Linked DNA regions of Gossypium hirsutum: region 2 is linked to region 1. Evidence: chromatin contacts called from public Hi-C data. All regions are on one chromosome and are shown on one strand. Each heading gives the region's core, a stretch centred on a gene start, on an enhancer-like site or on the middle of the called end of the contact. The rest is flanking DNA. Distances are from core to core; before and after follow the strand shown.

Region 1 (6,800 bases), core at 169-2,668:
AGTCTGTCTGTGGATGTTAATTTTTAGGTGCAAGTTTTGTTTCACATGGGCACAGTGAGCCACACAGCCTCTTGCCAAAATAGTTAACCAGTATATTAACCTAATAATACATAGCCTCACCACAACATCTTAGTTTTGGGAAGAGAGAACATCCATCAATTTATTATATTCTAACTAACACTTAATTTAATCTCATCTGAATTGGCTCCAACAATATCTTAAGTTGACATTCATGACTTTATCAAAATACTTAATAAAAGAGTAAGTTAATGCCCATGCTTAGCCTTTATCTATCTATAAAGATCCTTCATCAAGGCTTTATGCACTTTCACAATGTAAATTTTGCCCCTCTTATATTTTATGTTGTAACGATATTAAAGATATTTTGAAACTTTAATTTTGGGATACCAACGATGTCTCATTATGTCCTTCTTGTAGAAGCAGTGATGGTTTATGTTGCTTTTATGATAAATAAAATTCTCCAATTTGTTAGGAAGAAAGCTGTAACTTGACGAGTTTTAACCTGGATTACATGATTCTGAGCCCTTTCTTTTTCGGTATAATCTTCAATAATGTCTCTTTTATTCATGGGACATATTGACATGGATTCGCATGGTTTAATATTTTTTTTATATGAGTGTAGTATTATGATTTTTAGTATTTATTTTTTTAATACAATATTAAGAATTATCCATAATTTTTCTTCAATAATTAAATAAGAAGATGATGTGCTTCAGCCATTCGAACCCACGTCCTCTTATATTGATAACAATACCGATACTAACAGAATTAAAATTCAATATATCCACGTAAAGTTTTATATTTATGAACAAATTACTAATAAAATCTTTATGTTTGGGTTTTAACATTGGTAAATGTAAAGGAAAAGACAATTATTTTATGTTGTCTTTTTTAAAATTATGTTAGATTTAAATGTATTTCATGCTTAAATTTATTTTAATTTATGTTTAAATATACTATGCTCATTCTATTTGTTCTACATATATTATTTGTAATTTTTATTATATCTATGAATTAAAATTAAAAGTTTTACCCAAGTATTTTTAAAAATGAAGAAATAATTTATTTAAACAAAACGCAAAAAACGAAACGGCAATAATAAAGTCCAAACATGGCGGTTCAGTCATTTTGATTTTACCCAAAAATAAAACTTAAAAAGTATAAGAAAAAGAGGGAGCAGGCTCATCAGTCATGCCGACCACGTTCCAAAACATCAGAAATTTTGAAATAAAGAACAAGGGACACGTGTCGAATTCACATAGCAAGTAGGGTTTGGATCTACAATCCCACGACGCGACGCAAGTCGGTTGGGGAAATATACTGATAGGTCAGTGGTCCGCTGATATTTCTAAAGATTTTTATGTAGTTTTTTTAATGCCTATTGTTACACTTGCCGATGTTATTTCTCGCGGGAGGCACCGCTTTTTCTGATTTTTATTATGCACAAATTTTCTTTTCTTTTTAAACTTTTAGATATAATAAATGCGAGTTGGACTAAAGAGAGTAACGAGATTGTTGCCATGTTTTCTCCTGTCTTCTATAGATAAAAAAGGTTTTTAAGTTTTAGTGTGCATTTTTTTAAGTTTATTTGGGTTTAAATAGGTATATATGTTTAAGCGCGGCAAAACACATTATTAAATTGTTGGAGAAGAATTATGAGTTTTGTATAAAAAAAATATCAATAATTAAACTTTAATTTAAAAATAAAGCAAAAATCAGTTCCTCACCAAAATTTCAAAATGAAAATGAACTGTTTCTCTCCTTTTCTTTTCAGAACCCTTTTACTATTGAAGTACACCCTACTTCTTTTTCTTTCAATACATTTTTTTTTTCAATTCTTAGCTCTGTTGTTGCCACGTTCCCCTACGACTTTTCTTATTTAATTTAACTTAATTTACTTTATTTTAATTCCAATTTTCGTGATTCTCTCGTCTCTTCCCTCTTTTCTTTTTTCCCTTCCTAATTTCTCTTTCTCCTTCTCATCTATAAAGCACACCGGACCTTTCCTCCGCTATCCTTCTTTCTTCTCTCGCCTAACTTTACTTCATTTTCTTTCTCTGTTTATATTTTACTACCTACTCCAACAGTTTCTCAACGCAGCTGTACAGTTAGAAACAAAGGTATTATACTTTCTCTCCATCAGCTCTTCGCCTCTGCCTTCTTTCTTTCCCCCCTCAATTTTTCATCGTTTCAAACAAGGTCTTCTCAAGATTTCCTTTATTTCTTCCTCGATCTGAATCATTTCCTTACGAAACCTAATTTTGGGAATTTAAGCTGATTTTTTTTCTTTATAATTAACATCTCTAAGCTCCGTTTGTTTTTTTTCCGGCTCCGAATTGCAATTAGATCTATTTATTTTAATATTTAATTTTTTTGCTCCTGTAGATCTACGGATCTAGAACTGATTTTATCATAATTGTAGGAATTTAATGTTAGAAATACACCGGAAGAAGGCTTCGGTTGAATTTTGGTTTCTGTTTAATTAAGTTTCTGTTTTATGTTAAATAGGGATACTAATTGTTAATAATATAAAAAAAAACGTCAAAAGGAAAAAGATGAAGCAGCGTGCCATCCAACAGAACGCTATTGGAAGCAGCTGTGAGGAGTTGCAGAGCTCTATTTCGGTTTCAGTTATGGTTACGGATCGGAGAGAGACTATGGTCTGCCCAAAACCACGTCGTTTGGGTCTCTTAAACGCCTCTTTCAACGACCTGCCAGTTCGGTCCCTCAGATGGCAACTTAGGTAATTTTCCCTTATTCCCTTCAACTTTTAACCTTCTCTCTCTCAAAAATAAATAAATAAACAAATTACAGCAGAGATAGAGTACTAACAAATATTTTTAATGTTTTTCAGCCATCAAACTGAGCTTTGTGATTCGAAAGCAGGGAGTGATATTTTGGATATGATTCTTACAAAGGTATGCCCATGCTTCTTTCTCCTCATTTATTTTTAAAAATAATCTACACGTATTTAGGTGTTTATTTCTAGTTGTCTTATTCTAAGGAACAATAAATTATCATAAATTATAAAATAATAAAAAAATCTTAGCTTTGGAGCAATGGCGGAGTCTCGATGCCAGAAATGTCTTTTTCAGGGGAGGGGGGGGGGCAATTTAAAATTTTAACCGTTAGTTTAGTGAGCCAACTAAAGAGTTTCTAGAAGAACATAGTTCTGGTTATCCAAAGTGTTGATCTACGAGAAGATCCGTTAATCTGTTGTATACGGTTTCTCATAAAAAAAATTTATCTGATCATTGAATTTGGAATTTGGCAGGGTGGTTGTAGAGCAGAACAAGTAGCGTCGTCGCCCCCATTTTTTTGTGGGTCGCCGCCGAGTAGAGTAGCTAACCCATTAATACAGGATGCTCGATTTGGGGATGAGAAGATGGTCAACCCGCCGTCTCCAAATCCGCCTCCTCCTTCGTCTCCGTCATCATCTTCAAGGAAAGGAGGGTGTATTCGGGCCAATTTTGGTAACAAACCAGCAGTGAGAGTGGAGGGGTTTGATTGTTTTGCACTGGCTTAGAACCCATTTCAATCAACAAAAGAGTACATAGATAAAACAGAGAAGGGAATTTTGAAATTGTAAGCGACTGAAGAGAAAAAAGCAAAGAACCCTTTGTTAGTGTAAATATATGGATAAAGGGTTGTTTGTATGTAATGAAAAAAGAACTTGGTGTCTTGTAAGTATAGGAGAGTAAGTTGAATAGAAATAAGGAGAGAGGAGAGGAGAGGAGCGTAGGTTAATGTTTAGATAATGGCTTGGGTGTTTTTTCTTTGTTTCTGGGTTTTGTAAAGAGTCTCAAGTCAAGAAGGGAATTTGTTGTGTATTTAGTGGAGTGATTTAAGTAAAACACTGGAACAGTGTATATAAATACAACTGCTGTTTGCTTATGAATCACGCCAGTGTGGCTGGAAATCCTGATGCGTACTGAAATTGGTTGTTGTCAGTATACTTTGGAATTGGGGACCAAACCACTTGATGCCTTTGTCAACGTGAAAAAAGATGGAATCTCAGTATATTGTGTGTTTAGCATTCAAACTCAAGGGGGGATAGGAAATGTCAAAGGTGTTATTATTACAAAAGCTATAATCAATTCCTCGACACTCCACTCATCTGATCTGCTTTTTGCCTTTATACCAAACGACCATCATATATGGCACATGATGCTGCTCCTGTCTCTTTCATAGCATATAATTGCAGTGGGGCTCTCGCTGTTACTTCTCGCTCTGTTTCAGCAATCGATTACGGAATTTGGTTTGATTATTATTGACTTCAACAACTTTGATTTTATAAGTAAACGTGAAAATGAATCCAAACTCAAAACTCAAAAACATCTGTTCTCTTTTTTAATTTAATACCATTCACGCTTGAAACTACTTTTTTATTTTTTTATTGTTTATGTTGGGTCCATATTTAAAGTTTCATAAATTTTCTTCTTAATAATATTATTTTTGAAACACCAATGTAATAAATCTGATTTAATCCGCCGAATTATCACCAGAGGTCTGGCATTTTGCATTGCCAGAGGGTGATAGCTTTATAACTTGAAAGCATTGTGTTTTTGTTTATTTTCCTCTTAAAATCTTGTTGGGTTGTTCAAGTATTTGGTTTAGTTTGTTTTGACCATCTGTTTGTATATTATAAAATATTTGAAAATAAATTATTTTATTATTTAATTTGAATTAAAAGTAAAAAAGAAAAGAGATGTTGTGCAGGGTTGGAGTGGTGAACAGTAGGCTGTGTTCTAAAATAGCAGTATAGTTTGACTAATTTCGAATCTTTGAAACTCGGCAATTAGTATCAAATTTTAATTTAAAAGGTTGTTGATCCAAAATTACTCATCCCATTTACCTTTTCAGCTATATATTTATATATGGTCCACTAATGAAGTTAATGTTAGCTCAAGGTCCCCTTATTCAATTCAATCACAAGCAAGTGGAAGTGTGTTCCATTTTCCTAACCATCAATTACAAATAATATACCTCTCACTCGTTACCATTATAATTAATCCAGTTTAATGTGAGTCTGATTTTTTTTAATGTGGTATGTGCATTTAACAAAAGTTATACATTTTGGTATTTGAAGGTAAATGTGTTAACTTTTCAGTATTTAATTTGAGTTTTAAAGTTAATTTGTTAAAAATTCATAATTTGCTAATTAAACTCTAAAGCCTAAATCAGATCACATATATCGATTTGTGTTTAACAAATTAAACATCGAACTAAACAAATTCACAATCACTAAATTAGTTTTACTAAACAAAATCATGAAAAATTCAAATCTAATCATATTAACAATTATTTTTTATTAAAATAATCTTAAAATTCGAATTAAACATTAAAAAGTTAACATTGTTGTCTTTAAATATCAAAATCTCTAACTTTTATTTAATACAAATATCATATTAGACCAAAAAATTATAAATATTACATTAGAAAAATATTTCTATATCGAATATTTAGATTTAATTGCCAAACCTACAAATTATTACAGCGTGGTTATGTTATTGGTACGTACTCAACTTGTTTATTATGTTCACAATCATATCAACTCTAAATAATATTATAATTTTTCTTATATTTTCATATTTTTATATAAACTTTTTAAATAAAATAAATCATATGAAAATTAATAAATTAGTACATAAATCTTCACCTCTCCACTTTTAAATTAATTAATGACTAAAACTTTTTCGTAAATATATTATTTATATAAAGATTTTTTCTTTCGCTAATATCATTAATATTATTTGAATAAATTGTACAAAATAATTAGGAAAGAAACAATGGACTCTCTTAATCATTGAAACTAACCATACCTATGAGAAGGGAATATAAAAAGATAAATTATAAAATTATACATTATTTTTTAATTTAATGTACAATTCTATATATAAACTTTAATTTAGTGTAATTATATATGTAAAAGTTTAATTGTGGTACAAATATATATTTGAAACTTTAATTTTGATTTAATTATGCACATTTAAAGATATTTATGTATGCAATATATAAATATAAAATGATGTTATATCAATAATTGTGTTAATAATTTACAAGAATTTGATCAAATCGAACTTTCATGTATACAATAGTACAAAATCAAAGTTTACATATACAATTGTACATTAAATCATAATTCAAATATAATTTTGATATTTATTCCGAACATAAATAATTGCAACTTAGAAGAAACTTTTAACATTGGCTCATGAAACTAGCATATAAAATTTTCATAGTTTACAAAACCCATCTTCATAAGAAGGATTTTGTTAGTACTCTTAGTCACAATGGCATTTGCAACTAATTTACAATCCGAAGTTGTGCAATTTATCTTTTTGTTGACATGTTTAACTTAAAATATGTTAATTATTTATGAAATTTATCTGAAGATTTTAAATAGAAAATATGGATATTTTATAATTGGAGAAGAGATTAGATCCAGAAATGAATGTGTTTTCAAGAGTTCTAGTATGATCTGCTTACCTTATAAAGAGATATTGGTTATGAAGAAATTAAAGTCAAGAAGATCTCTTTTATTATATTCTATAATAAGTGATTAATTAGGTGAAATTTTAGAGATTCTTCCATATCACACTTGCTATTTTATAAAAGTACTATAATTCCTATTTAAAGACTTGTGTTTCGACTTCTGAAGGAAAAAGAACTTATTTTATTCATTATTAAGAACTTATTTTTCACGCAAAATTCATTGTTTCAGTTTGTAGCTATGATTTTAAGGGAAATGTGAGAAGAGTAATCTTAGATTGATATAT
Region 2 (7,044 bases), core at 4,067-6,566, 230 kb after region 1:
CATGTTATCAGAAATTATTAAGGTTAATTTTGGAAAGGTGATAAAATAATGATGATAAATGAAATAAATTATTAAATTATTATCATTTTCATCGTCTTTCCTAAAAAAAACATGAAAACTCTAGCCATGGATGTTGAGTTCAAGAAAGCTATTTTTTCTTAATTAGGTTTGTATTCTTGTTCCATTTTTAATGATTTTTATGTTTCTTAGATCGTAATAACTTAATCTAGCTATCTCGAGGATTAATTTGTAAAACTATTAAAGTATTAGGGTTTTTCCATGGATAAGTATAGTTGAATTATGAAGTTTTGTGGTAGAAAATGAAAGGTTGTTGATAGATAAACAACTTGTGTAAAGAGAATTTTGGTGAAATTATGACTTAGGGACTAAATTGAAAAGATGGGAAATTCATGGAAAAATTCTAAATTTTATGAAATACATGGGCTACTATTGTTATATATGAAAATCAGTTAGGCTTGGAATAAGGATTAAATTATATGAATTTCATTTTCCAAGCCTAGGGACAAAATCGTAATTAATTAAAAGTATAAAGGCAAAATAGTAATTTTGCCAAAGATGTGTATTGGACTGAATTGAATGTGAATTGTATTAAATTGAGCTAAATTCATTCGTACAGATCTGGATAGACCTAGTACGGAATTGGATCGAGGAAAAGAAAAAGTATCGTATTAGTATCTTACAAATCTATGTATACTTGTTGAGGTAAGTTCGTGTAATTAAATTGTATATTTATATGTTTAAATTGAATTATATGTATATGAAATGTATAATTGCTATGTATAAGTATTGATCATATATCCAACAAGTACTAAGTCCCGTTTGAATCTTAGAAATTTGATGGATACAAATGACATGTCATTAAGGGTTCCCGAATTAGTTGTGGTCCTGCACGTGTTGCAGACACACCATAGCTCGCAAGAGCGTCCCGTTTTTTAGCTATTATGAGCATCCCGTTATATGGCTCTCACGAGCTTCCCGATATTTGACTCTCATGAGTTTCCTAATTAATGGCTCTCTTGAGCTTCCCGTTTATGACTTGTATGAGCTTTCCGATAATCAGCTTGTAAGAGCTTTCCATTATACAGCTCATATGAGCTTCCTGTTACATGGCTCGGAAGAGCTTCCTGATTACATGCTCGTATGGGCATACCTGTATATGAATTGACGGATTATAGATTTGTAACTTCGTGTGTACTACCCGTGTATCCAACAATATTTTAAATGGTTCAACGGGTAAAGTTCTGATATGAGATAATATGAATTCGAGACGAATTACTACGAGTATATACTTGAAATACATGGATATGATTTGTACATGTTATATAGACACATGATGTGGAAAGTAAATGTATATGGAAATTTGATTATTGTTGAGCTCAAACATGTTTCTTGATATTCATATGAAATACATGACTAACCTAGTTGATAAGGATAAGTGTTTAGGCTATTGGCCAAATTGCTTTAGATATACCTTGTTTGCTTACCTTAAATGTGGATAAATGGTAAGTTGAATTTCATGTTATACAAACTTACTAAGCTTAAATGCTTACTCTGTTTTATTTCCCCTATTTTATAGTAACTCGAAAGCTCGTCAAGGTTAAAAGTTGGTCAAAGCTACATCACACTATCCATCGGCTCATTTCGGTATATATAGTAAATTCATTTTGGTTATAATGGCATGTATAGGTTCATATGGCCAATGATGGCATACAATTGTTTTATTGTGATTAGCCATTTGAATGGCTTGAATTTGATGTATATATATATGTGGCATTATCATGTTTAATATGTGTTTGGTATGGTTGAATGATGGATAATTAATAAGCATATTGATGGTTGGATTGGATTTGTATATTATGTATAAATATGTTTATATGTGTATTTGGTTAATTTGGCAAGTATGGATTCTTGGATATATGTGATGATATGTTATGTTATGTTTAAGACTTGAGTTTGGCTTATTTTAAGTAGTTTTATATGGTTTGATGATATGCAAAAGTGTTGATGTAGGTTGAAGACAAATTGGGTGAGAAGTGTGGCTAGAAAAATGGCCTATTTCGTCCATACGGGCAGAGACACGAGAGTGTGTCTCAGCTGTGTGTGACACACGGCCAGGTAACACGGTCGTGTGTCCCCTGTATCTTTTAATTAGTGCAAAACAGAATGCTCACACGGCCTAGCACACGGGCGTGTGGCTTGGCCATGACCCCTGCATCTTATTAATACAAGTCAGTATGCTCACACGGCCTAGCACATGGGTATGTGGCTTAGCCATGTGACCCAAGTCAGAGAGCTCATAAGTTTGGACACGGGCTGGGACACGGCCGTGTGTCCCTATTTCGAATGTCCACACGGCCTGAGACACGGGCATTTAACCGTGTGAGACACATGGCCTGGCCACTCGGGCGTGTGTCCCCTACGCCTTTGAAAAATTTTAATGTTTTCTGAAAAAATTCTCCAAGTACCCAGTTTAGTCCTGACTTATTTCTAACATGTATTTTAGGCCTCAAGGGCTCACATAAGGGACAATATGATGGATTTGGATTAGTTTCTAATATGAGTGCTAGATGATATGAAATGTCTGTTATTTGATCTGTAAATTTCGGTAATGCTCTGTAACCTTATTCCGACGACAGATTCAGGTCAGGGGTGTTACATCACCTACTAATATAAGTTGCATTCTCGCATTGTGATCTGACCACATAATGTAACTTAATATTAGTTAAACTTTAGGTCAGTGAGTCAATATTTGTTTATACATTTTGCTTTGCATGTAAAAACCATTAAAGACAAATACAAATGATATTACCTTAACAGTTATATTACGAGCATTGGTAATGTCTCCTAGTATGCTTGGGTGTAGTTGTCTTTCATGATTTTATTTTATGTGTTGAATGCTTTAATGAATTGATATTAACTATTTCTAGTTAGCATCTGGCAACCTACCTTTATCACTATTAACAAATTGAATGAAAATTATATTCGGGGTGTTTCCCTTTTTTCTTTCCTTTTTTGGTTGTTGTTGTTTTTGATTCTAAGTCTCATCAGCTTTTTGTAATTTATTTGTAGATAAAGAAATTTTCGAACTAATTATAAAACGTCATGTGTCAAGGTAAAATCATCATGGATCAAGCTAAAATAATTATTTTCAAAATCGAACAACCAGTCAAATTGATTGGATCAAGAATCAGTTGGGGTATCCAGAATAAAGGGTTGGACCAATTGAACTATAAACTAAGAACTGATTAGTTGGATAAGTTATTTTCTATTATTCTTATTTTTAATAATTTATTCAATTAAACCGGGTGAATCGATGGTCAAATTGGTTCAACTATCATATTCGTTTTTGAAAACCTTGACCGAAATTACCATTGGTGAAAATGATGATATCATAATTATTTTATCTAATTAATTTAAATTATTAAGAAAATAATAAAATTAAATTATCATTAATTAAATTAAAATAATTAAGTTATTATTTTAAATGATTATTTTATTTCTAATTAATTAAATTAATAAGAGATAAATAAAAATAAAAGAGTTTAGTCTTTATGGATCACTCATATAAAGATTTTCTATTCTATAAGAAACCTCTTTTACTTGACTGACTGTACTATAAAAGAGGGCCACCTCCAAATAATTCTACATAGCGTCACAAATTCAGAAGTCTTTGAGTTTAAATATCAAAGTTTGAAAAGAATATGTTGATAACTAGAAATTTTCTCCAAAATCCTAAGAAATCTCTAAAGAATTTGAATAACAACACAACCATTCTAAAGAAAGTTGTTTTTTTATCTTGTTTGATCGACAGAAAGAAGGCTACCCCCCCCCCCGTTTTTTCTTCAAGATCAAGCTTAGAAGCGAAGCCATCCTTCCATCAAAGATCAAGTCTAGAATACTCTTGGATCAAAGCTCTTGTTAGCCTCTTTGCATCAACATAAAGGAGATAAAAACTTATTTTTAAGATAAAGTCTCGATGACCCTTAAAGCAGATTGAACCATCCAAGATCAAGTTTCAAAGACTCTTAATCCAAATTCTGTCCAAAATTGTTTTTTAAATCAAGTCTCAACAAACTTTGAAGTGAACATAATTGATTCAACATCAAGTCTCAAAAGCCCTTGAATTCCATGAAGTCTAATTTTCAACCAAGTATCTCGCCAGACCTAGTTTACGAGTCAAGTCTTGATGACCCTTGAAGCAACTCGCATCAATCTTAGATCAAAGTCTAGACGATCCTTGAATCAAAGTAGAGAAGAATGGAAAAAGTTTTTCTTTGTAATAATTTCTTTTAGATATTATAACTTCTTTTCAATATTTATAAATAAATTTAACTCCAGATTTTCCTAATCAATATTTAACTCGAAATTTATATCATTTTCTATTAATGAAGCTTGGTGAACTAATAAATAATATGAGTTTATTTAATTTAAAAAAAGTAGATTGACTTGTTTTAAACAAAAGATAATAATTTAAGATTTTTTAATATATTAATAAACCTTAAAAAAGAGGTTGAATGGAAGCTTAAATAATTGTGAAAAGAAAATAAAACTTGAATGAATAAAAAGTAAAGTAGAAAAGGCAAATCGTGAGAAGAAAAAATGGGGAGGAAAAGGAAAGGCGGGGTAAGAGTTAAGGATCGGATCGGATCGGATCCGATGATTGTTGATTTCAAGGCAAGGTTAAGGCGATCTCCAAGATTTGATATGCAGTTTTCAAAACTTAAAAGAACAGTCCAAAAGATTAGAAAAAGCTTTGTTGGTCCCCCCCCCCCCACCCCCAGATTTGTTTTCGACTCCCCCAAATCTCTCCCTTCTCTCTCTCTTGTCGTTTTGGCTACCTTTTCAACTCCATTTCTGCGTTTTTAATATTCCCTAAATCCCTTTGATCACCTCTATTTCATGTCCTTATCCTCTCATTCTTCTTTTCAATTCCTAATTTCTATTCCCTAACTAATTCCCTCTTTTCATTCTTACTTCTTTACTCAATTTGGGTATATTCACCCATGTCACTGAATTTTTTAGAGAAGTTAATATATACCAGCTCTATAGCATGTTGTGGGTAAATCATATATTTATACAAGGTATACAGGCATTAAATAAGCGGTTTAAAATAATATTTATTATTTTTAATAATTAAAGGGTAGAAGAAGACATAAAGCTTGAATGGTAGAAGAAGAGGTGATGAAGGCATAAACCAAAGTTGATTAATGGTGAATTAAGAGAATCACAGTAAATCATGGACAGTAGCACGTGTATTTAAATAAATACACAAGAATTTATAGACCAAAAAAGGGAGAACACTAGGTGGGGTGGTACCTGCGAAAAACAAGCAACGAGGAAGTTAGAATTTTTATTTAAATTATTAAAAAGAAAAGGTAATTATTAATTTTGAAAATATAGGATGTTTTTGTTTTTGTTTTTGTTAATAAAAATCTGTGTTCACCCTTCCTAGAAATAGTAAAGATGCTGTTTGTCCAATTCCATCCGTCTTTTCAAAGCCGGTTGAAGAGGGAGAAAAGAAACATATTTTTAAGCTGTTGTTATTTATGCCGCCGGTTCGGGAGATGTGTCGGATTTGACGGCGCCTTCCTCCATTGACCTCCGGTCAGTTTCCCTGCTCGATTCCGACCATTCACTGGCACGTCCCTCAATAATAATTTTTTTTGACCAATTTATCTTATCTGTCACCACGATATTTAAACGAAATAATGGAAAGAGGGAAGTGAAAAGGGACAGGGGCCAGGGGGCAGGGCATCGAAGTGGATTTTCGAATCCCAGCGACTATTAACCCTCTCTCCTTTTGCATTAAAATATTAGATTGCGGGGATTTCTTAGTGTGAGAAAGATTTGATTTGAGAGAGAAATTTTATATTTTAATATCCATTTTTCTTTTAAAAAACATTACACCGTATAAAATGCCAGACCATTGAACCAGGGGTGGAAACCTTGTTTTATTACAGCCCACCTCTTCCTTCTCTCCCTTTTTCCTTTTTTGCATTACAGAAATCTCCCTCTTTCATTCTGTTGTCTCTGAGATGGCCCGGAACGGTGGCGTTGCTTGGATGAGGACGACGGAGAAGATAGACGGCTACGATCTTTCTACTTCTGATACTGAAGAAGTTCATGTTCTTGCCGTTGATGATAGCCTCGTTGATCGGAAAGTCATTGAACGCTTGCTCAGAATTTCCTCTTGTAAAGGTTTGTTCATCCAGATTCCCTTCTTTTTCTTCAACTCTTTTTTTTTAATTAATTAGTTTGGATTTGAATTGAATGGGGGTTTGGTTTTGGATTTGTGCAGTGACGGCAGTGGATAGCGGGAGGAGAGCTTTGCAATACCTGGGATTAGATGAGGAGATTCAAAAGAAAGAAACGAATGGTTTTGATGTGAGTACTAATAATAATTGCAATTTCATCACAAAATTTCCCGGATATTGATTTTTCTGAGCTCATTCGTTAGCCTTTTTTTTATTGTGATTTTCAGGGTCTGAAGGTTGATCTGATTATCACCGATTATTGTATGCCTGGAATGACCGGCTACGAATTGCTCAAAAAAGTGAAGGAATCTTCAGCTTTTAGAGAAATCCCAGTTGTAATCATGTCATCTGAGAACGTTATAGCTCGAATCGACAGGTATTGTTTTTTTAAGCAACTTTTATGGCCTTGAATCATTGAAAAAAGTTGGGTTCAAAAAAATAATAATGGATCTTGAAATTGTTGATAAACAGATGCTTAGAGGAAGGAGCAGAGGATTTTATAGTGAAACCAGTGAAATTGTCAGATGTAAAACGCATAATAGATTACACGACCACAGAGTTAAGAGAGGGAGAACAAAGAGAAGGAGCAAGAGCAAAAAGAAGAGGAATCAACAAAAGAAAGCAAAGAGAAGGAGATGACGATCTGTCATCATCCCCACCGTCCACTTTATCATCATCAACATCATCATCACCATCATCCTCGATTCAATCAGCAACAGCACCATCGTCTCCTTCAACACTGGATTCTCCCACCAGACGACTGAAAATG

What was found. A called contact is a pair of places that touch in the nucleus more often than the background predicts.
Region 2: a Hi-C map of leaf shows a contact between it and region 1, with 1.6 times the contacts expected there. The contact joins the promoter of LOC121215915 here to the promoter of LOC107899617 in region 1. A contact is called at or near these places in 2 of 34 Hi-C or Micro-C datasets (both in leaf).

What each region holds. Positions count from the first base shown.
Region 1 is chrD04:50,354,779-50,361,578 of Gossypium_hirsutum_v2.1, forward strand. It overlaps LOC107899617, which reads left to right and starts at 1,419. Exons shown (of 4, transcript XM_016825383.2): 1 at 1,419-2,141; 2 at 2,530-2,764; 3 at 2,876-2,939; 4 at 3,296-3,915. The coding sequence starts at 2,577. The coding sequence ends at 3,547.
Region 2 is chrD04:50,585,577-50,592,620 of Gossypium_hirsutum_v2.1, forward strand. It overlaps LOC121215915 (two-component response regulator ARR5), which reads left to right and starts at 5,317. Exons shown (of 5, transcript XM_041090786.1): 1 at 5,317-5,396; 2 at 5,474-6,219; 3 at 6,320-6,405; 4 at 6,503-6,651; 5 at 6,747-7,044. The coding sequence starts at 6,057.